2 separate regions of the Triticum aestivum genome follow, and region 2 is linked to region 1. A link is a contact called in public Hi-C data. All regions are on one chromosome and are shown on one strand. The core of a region is the stretch at or near the end of the contact, and the rest is flanking DNA. Distances in the headings are between cores, read along the strand shown.

Region 1 (3,410 bases), core at 259-2,758:
GAGCATCTGGACCTTCGGCGACATCGCCATCTTCTTGACCACCGAGGGCGGCGGCGGCGCAACCATCCCCGGATGACCCGCTTGAACACGCAGCACATGTTGTGGCGGACTCAACGACACCCTGCTCAAAGGCCTCGCCCCGGTGAGGTCCGCGCTGGGCCTGGGCACGCCAACCTGCGCAGGGTGCTGGCTCATGGGCACGATCAAGTAGGAGCTGGCCGGCGCCCGCGCGCCCCAGTTGCCAGCGGGGTACGGGACCTGCGCGGACCGGTGCGCAGCCGAAGGCAATTGCGGCTGTGGCGCCCGCCCCTGCTTCGTGAGCTCCATCGCGCTGCTGCAGACACCAGGCACACGCACGCGCCGAAAGGTGAGACAGTCCATGGCGGAAGGGAGAGTTAGCTAGGGTTGTTCTAGCACGCCGTGCGAACGAACTGCTCGGCGAGGAAAAACGGCGCGTGGGTGCGCAATGCGGGTTTCTCGGAGAGCTCACCTCGGTGCCGTCGGAGCGAGGCGGTGCAGAGGCCGGAGGGCGGCGGTGGCGGAGCGGAGGCTTGGTGGAGGGCCTGGGTGGTGGGGTCCGTGGTAGGGTTCGAGGATTTGGGGGTTTTGCGCTTCTGGGCGCGGTGGGGACGAAGGAGACGCCGGTGAAGGTGAAGGGTGCCTCCGCAGCACGCCGGCACGCGTGGGTGCGGCGTGGGCAAAATGCTGGTTGCTGGGCCTTGGAAGCCATCGCTTTGAGCCCGCGAATGTGCAAGATTTGTTGTTTGAGCCCACGAATGTGCAAGTGTCGTGATTATTGAGTTTTTTTTTTCTTCTTTTTCCCGGGGGACGTGATTATTGAGTTGGGCTTCCTGAGTAAACTTCCTCCACCTTCGCTTGTCTCTGTCGCTCGGCCCTCTCAGTCTGACTTATAAGAATCCCTTTTTTTTTGGCAGTAACTGAGTTATAAGAATCTGCAGGAGGCAATGGGCAATGTGGCTTCTCGTTTTGCCTTTTTACGTGAGACGAGTACGTGATGAAGTAGTTCACGCAACATACGTACAAACGAAACGATCTTACCTAATCACTCGCAACAACCAACAACAAACCAGATATTAGCAGCAGTTTAGCATATGACTCCCTCCCCTTGACTTCAGAGTTGAGATAAAATCGCCGCCTATGTCCCCACCCCACACACCGCGCGTGCTACATCGGAGTATATTTTTAACCACGCATCACCCACTCCCGACGGTCAACCCGCCCGGCCCGCCCGGCTCGCCGCGGCCGGCGGCCGTCGCCGTCGCGCGGTGCCGTCGATTTGATTAACCGCGCGTCTTCACTGACGTACGTCGATCAGTTTAGCTACAGCGTGCAGACCAACGACGGTCCAACCAGCCCTCAATGCGGGGCGGGCGGGGCGGGCCGTCGTTGCTGCCGCCACGCGCGGCACGGCCGATGAGTCTAGTTGGGGAGGTTGGTTGGTTGGTTGCTACTTGCTAGCCGTGCCTGTCTCCCACTTGGCCCGATCGAGTCGCTGTAGCCCGGTCTCCGGGGTACGCTGGAATGCAGCTGCGTGATGTCCACGGGCCACCCTCGAAGGAGAGACGTATGTGCCGCCGGGATCCGCGCTGCTTCGTACGTGGACGAACGACGCTCGACCTCCAGTCCATCAGGCCAATAATCCGTCGGCAGATTTGGGTGCTGCTACTAGTCGCGGTTGAGGTGACTGACTCCGGAGGCGCCACCGCGGTCCACGCATGCATTGCATGGGGTCAATCGGGGCGTGCTCGCTCGGGTGCTTCTGCTGTCAAGCTTCTCTCGGCGTCTAACGTAACACCTGCATGGCTAGAAGCTAAGGCTCCATGTAAGCACAGATTAGAGTATAAATTTCGATTTCCTTTTTAAGAAAAATCGATTTGAACCAGGTATGCTCGACACCTGTGATGCAGTACATGCTGAAACGTGAATTATTTTCTGCACGGGCTTTGAACAAGATTTTGAAAAGCACCTACTTTACCCTTTCAACCACGTGTTAGCACTTTCTCGCAAAAAAAAAAACCACGTGTTAGCACTTGAAGTGGTTCATACGTGATAACCCCACAAGTAAGGGCAATGTAACATTCTCTCCTTGATCAGAAGTCAAGCTTGGTAACATGCCGCCTAACCGCTAGCTTCCTATCAAAAGACACAGCAGCCTCCTCCCCTAAAAAATTAGGGTTCCTCGGCCTCCCGTCGTCTCCGCTGGCCTTAGGGTCATGGGTGCGGTGGATCTCGGCCCTTGTCGGTGGGAGAGCTCTGTCCTTATACTCCCTCATTCCGGAAAAGCTTATCCCTTAAATGGATGTATCTAGTCTAGATACATCCATTTGAGGGACAAACTTTTTCGGACGGAGAAAGTATGTGTTTTTGAGTTTTGTTAGGGTTCCTGTCCTGCTTGGGAAGATGAGATGGTAGTGGCTCCCTGAAGATGGAATAAAGTTTTGTTGCCAAAAAAACTAAAACAAGTTTTGCCCAGCTCCGGCAAGGGAGGGGCGATGACGGCGGCACGCCTTCGGCTCGCTTCAGTGCTTGTAGTCGTCGCTACGTGGTATACGGATTTGGATGTAATTTTTATTATTTCTAGTGTTCGTTATACTGCCATGATTGAAGATGAATAGCTCGAAAGTTTTTTCGCCAAAAAAAACTAAAACAAGTTTTGCCTGGCTCCAGCAAGGATGACGGCGCGCGGCGCGCCTTCGGCTCGCTTCAGTGCTTGTAATCGTCGCTAGGTGGAATACGGATTTGGGTAATTTTTTATTATTTCTAGTGTTCGTTATACTGCCATGATTGAAGATGGATAGCTCGAAAGTTTTTTCGCCAAAAAAAACTAAAACAAGTTTTGCCTGGCTCCGGCAAGGATGACGGCGGCGCGTCTTCGGCTCGCTCCAGTGTTTGTAGTCGTCGCTAGGTGATATACAGATTTGGATGTAATTTTTATTATTTCTAGTGTTCGTTATACTGCCATGAATGAAGATGAATAGCTCGAAAGCTTTTTTGCCAAAAGAAAACTAAAACAAGCAGTTTTGCCCGGCTCCGGCAAGGATGACGGCGGAGCGCTTTTGGCTCGCTTCAGTGCTTGTAGTCGTCGCTAGGTGGTATACGGATTTGGATGTAATTTTTATTATTTTTAGTGTTCGTTATACTGCCATGATTGAAGATGAATAGCTCAAGTTTTTTCGCAAAAAGAAAAACTAAAACAAGTTTTGCTCGGCTCCGGCGAGGGAAGGGCCATGACGGCGGCGCGCCTTCGGCTCGCTTTAGTGCTTGTAGTCGTCACTAAGTGGTATACGAATTTGGATGTATTTTTTATTATTTCTAGTGTTCGTTATACTGCTATGATTGAAGATGAATAGCTCGAAAGTTTTTTCGCAAAAAAAAACAAACTAAAACAA
Region 2 (3,410 bases), core at 670-3,169, 72 kb after region 1:
ACTGACTCATTGCACCGAGAGAGGAGCGTGAGCATCCACTCATGCCCTGTAGCCACGAGGGCGGAACGAGCGGGCAGTGTCCAGACCTCCCACATAATATCCAACACACGCAATGCATATCCGCAAGTAGCAAGGGCAAGAAATGACCCTACATCTCCCTATCACACAAAGAACAAGAAGAACGTGTTGGCAGGTGCCTATAAGATTTACACTGGTTCGTTGCTAAGGCCCCCGACACCGCTTTACAGGCTATAATTTAATCTTTTGTGGTACGGACGCATTCCAAATAGAACGTCAAATAGAACGATTTCCCTCTGGATTTTCACTAAATGCACTAGCAGCAAATAATTCCTCATGGTCAAGTGGCCTTAAAAGGCCAAGTGATGGAAGTAGAATTGGCCCACATAGGCCCGTGTAGTGGAGGCACCCACTTTTTCCAAGTGGGGAGGCTGAATTGGACTAGGGAAGGAGCCCTAGACCGGCGCGCAAGGAGGGGCTCTTTCCCTCCTTGTGTGGCGTCCTCCCTCTCCCTCAAACCTATATATACTATAATCTAAAAAAACCTATATATACTAGAGGTTTTGACACTATTAGATACACAAGTTTTGGAGCCTCCTCTAGTTCTCTAGTTCTAGTTGTAGTTGGTCCTAGTTCATCAATTAGAGCCTAGCTTAGGTCCTCTAATCCTCATAATTAGAAGTTCGGTGTGATTCTAATCTTCTCCCTCTAATTCTCCGACGACGATTAGCTCTGCACAGCGAAGCGCTGCCGGATCGTGAAGACCGTACGCTTGCAACCAAGTAGAGAGGCCGTGCTTTCGGTCTTTCGTCCGAGGGATCGTTCGTGGGCAGTTTGCAGGATCTCATCTACGGTTCGAGGGACTCCAAGTACAATCTACACCGACTCGTCTACTTCCGTTGCTACTCGGAGTCGATAACGATTGTGATCCAAACCGTTTATGCATATTCATATTGTTCCTGGGTGTTCGTAGAGTGATTTTTTTTTGTTTTCTAATATTTTTTCCAACAGGACACGCCTTGAAGTTTGAAATAAATGTAGAAAAATGCCACCACCCGTGCCAAATTTAGGACTTGAACCTGGGTGAACAGATTCCACCATAAGGAACTTAGTCATCCGAGCTATGCATGGTTCGCTGCACGACATTATGCGTCATTTGGATCACAGATTCTAAGAACGCAGGAAAAGAAAAAAAACACAAGAATTGGATATTGATGCATATGTAAAGCAGAGGGTTGGAAAACGTAGAAATTTTGCAGGCTTGTGCGTTTGGTTCGCGGAAATCCTAATAATCAGTGAAATCATATCAAACCACATGAAAATGTATAATTAGCATGTTATTGTGCCACTACGAATCTCAGTCTTATTCTTCGTGTGTAGAATTTTGAAAGAGAGGTCCCGATGGATTATAAAATTCCTGCGTTTTTCCTCTGAATCCGAGACCACATAAATTTTTTCTTCACTTTTACTTTGCTACATTTCTTTGAACCAGAGGCTTGAATAGTCCCATCGTAGTATTTTTCCCCCTATTCTTATGCGTTTCTTTACTTTTCCTTTGATCCAAAAGAGACTTTAGAATGCTTTATGAATACATTTTTTTTGACATGTTTCTGAACAATATTTAATCCCACGGCCTTGGTCGCGCCACATGCATGCTATCCGCTTGATCTTACTATATTTCCCAATTTCCCACGTTTCTCTCCCGTGCCCGTGCCGGTGCCCACAGCACCAGCCACCACAGCGTTCATTACTCGAGGAGTGGACAGGTAGGATCACATCAACATCTCCTGTTTCGTACTCCATCCTATCCGTCCGTCCGCCCTCCAGACTCCAGGGAGTCCAGGGGCAGAACCGTCACCCCCCCTACAAAGCTGGTCTCCTTTTAAAGTCCGCGGTGGCAGAGCACACCCTACCCCTGTGACAGAGGAGAAAACAGAGGCACCCGGCCCCGCCCCGACACAGCGCGACCCAAGCCGCCAGAATACAAACCACCGCCCCGCCCGCCTCCTCTCCCCTCGGCGCCCGCGGCCGAGACCCGCCGCCTCCGTCGTCGTCTCCTCCTACCCCCGAAAAGGTAGGTCTCCTCGCCCCCACCGCACTCGTTCATTGGGGAGGGCGGTTCTTGGTCGGATACGCCCGGGAGCAACATGCGGCGAGGCTGTCGGTCCGGCGCCGCCTCTTTTCTGGGCGCTGCTTGGCTGTTCCGGACCCGGCAGCCGCGGATTCGCGGGGGGTTAGGATCTCTGCTGCCCTCGCCGGATCTCGAGCTTAGGAGGGGTTCGGGTGTTCCGTTTGGCGCCTCTTTTTTCCTGGCCTGAATCTTCTTCTCTTTTGCTCTGGTTGCCGTTACTGCGCGGTTCGCCTTCACCCTCGGTTCCTGCCCGTATGCTGCTGTTGTTGCCAGTAGTTAGCTTCCATGGCGCCTCTGCACTGCGCTTATGCTATTTCTTAGCTGTCTTTTTTTTACCGTTGCTGATGTTTTTCTTGTTTGAAATTCAGGCTGAGATCGCCGGTTCGCGGGCCATTTGATTTGGCGCGCGCTTTCTAGCCGTGCTTCCCATGGCCGGGTCCATCGCGGCCGCGGCCTTCTTCCCGGGGCCGCCGGCACCGCCGCCGCCCAAGAGCGCCCTCGGCGAGCGCCCGGACAGCCTGGACGTCCGCGGCATGGCCGCGAAGCAGGCCTCGTCGTCCTCCGCCGTGAGGGCCGGCAGGACGCGCGCCCACGCGGCCGTCCCCAAGGTGAACGGCGGCGGCGGCAAGTCGGCGCTGGCGGACGCGGAGCACGATGCCATGCCCTCGGCCGCGCAGCCGAGGACGTTCTACAACCAGCTGCCCGACTGGAGCATGCTCCTCGCGGCCATCACCACCATCTTCCTGGCCGCCGAGAAGCAGTGGACGCTGCTCGACTGGAAGCCCAAGCGGCCCGACATGCTCGTCGACACGCTGGGTTTCGGCACGATTGTACACGACGGCGTCATGTTCAGGCAGAACTTCTCCATCAGGTCCTACGAGATTGGGGCCGACAGGACGGCGTCCATTGAGACGCTCATGAACCATCTGCAGGTGAGTTTCTTGCCGCGGTTTCGAGGCGTAACAAGACTGCTCTATCTGGTTATTGGGCACTGACATATTTTTCTATTTTTGGGTGTGATGCAGGAAACTGCACTCAATCATGTGAAGGTCGTTGGGCTTCTAGGAGACGGTTTTGGCTCAACCCCGGAGATGAGTAAACGGAACTTGTTCTGGGTTGTCAGCCAAATGCAGGCCATCGTCGAGCGTTATCCATGCTGGTATATCTCACACACTAGCATTTCCCTTTTCCTTTTGTTCTCTTATATAATTTGAGCTTGAATAGGTTTTACAATAATCTTTGGAACAATCAGTGCGGTTAA

The links. A called contact is a pair of places that touch in the nucleus more often than the background predicts.
Region 2: a contact with region 1 is called in a Hi-C map of leaf, with 3 times the contacts expected there. The contact joins the promoter of LOC123168027 here to the enhancer-like site in region 1. A contact is called at or near these places in 5 of 5 Hi-C or Micro-C datasets (leaf, root and an unstated tissue) and 1 of 1 datasets of contacts at active chromatin or transcription factors (leaf).

The regions. Positions count from the first base shown.
Region 1 is chr7D:453,815,038-453,818,447 of IWGSC CS RefSeq v2.1, forward strand. It overlaps the pseudogene LOC123171161. Among protein-coding and RNA genes, the nearest start is that of LOC123168978, 10 kb to the left of the region's middle. Within about 2 kb of position 1,509, at least 2 of the 8 cell types and tissues checked have an H3K27ac peak or open chromatin away from gene starts, as enhancers often do. A contact at or near this core is called in leaf, where this site is marked.
Region 2 is chr7D:453,886,425-453,889,834 of IWGSC CS RefSeq v2.1, forward strand. It overlaps LOC123168027 (palmitoyl-acyl carrier protein thioesterase, chloroplastic), which reads left to right and starts at 1,920. Exons shown (of 7, transcript XM_044585890.1): 1 at 1,920-2,092; 2 at 2,518-3,081; 3 at 3,175-3,308. The coding sequence starts at 2,578.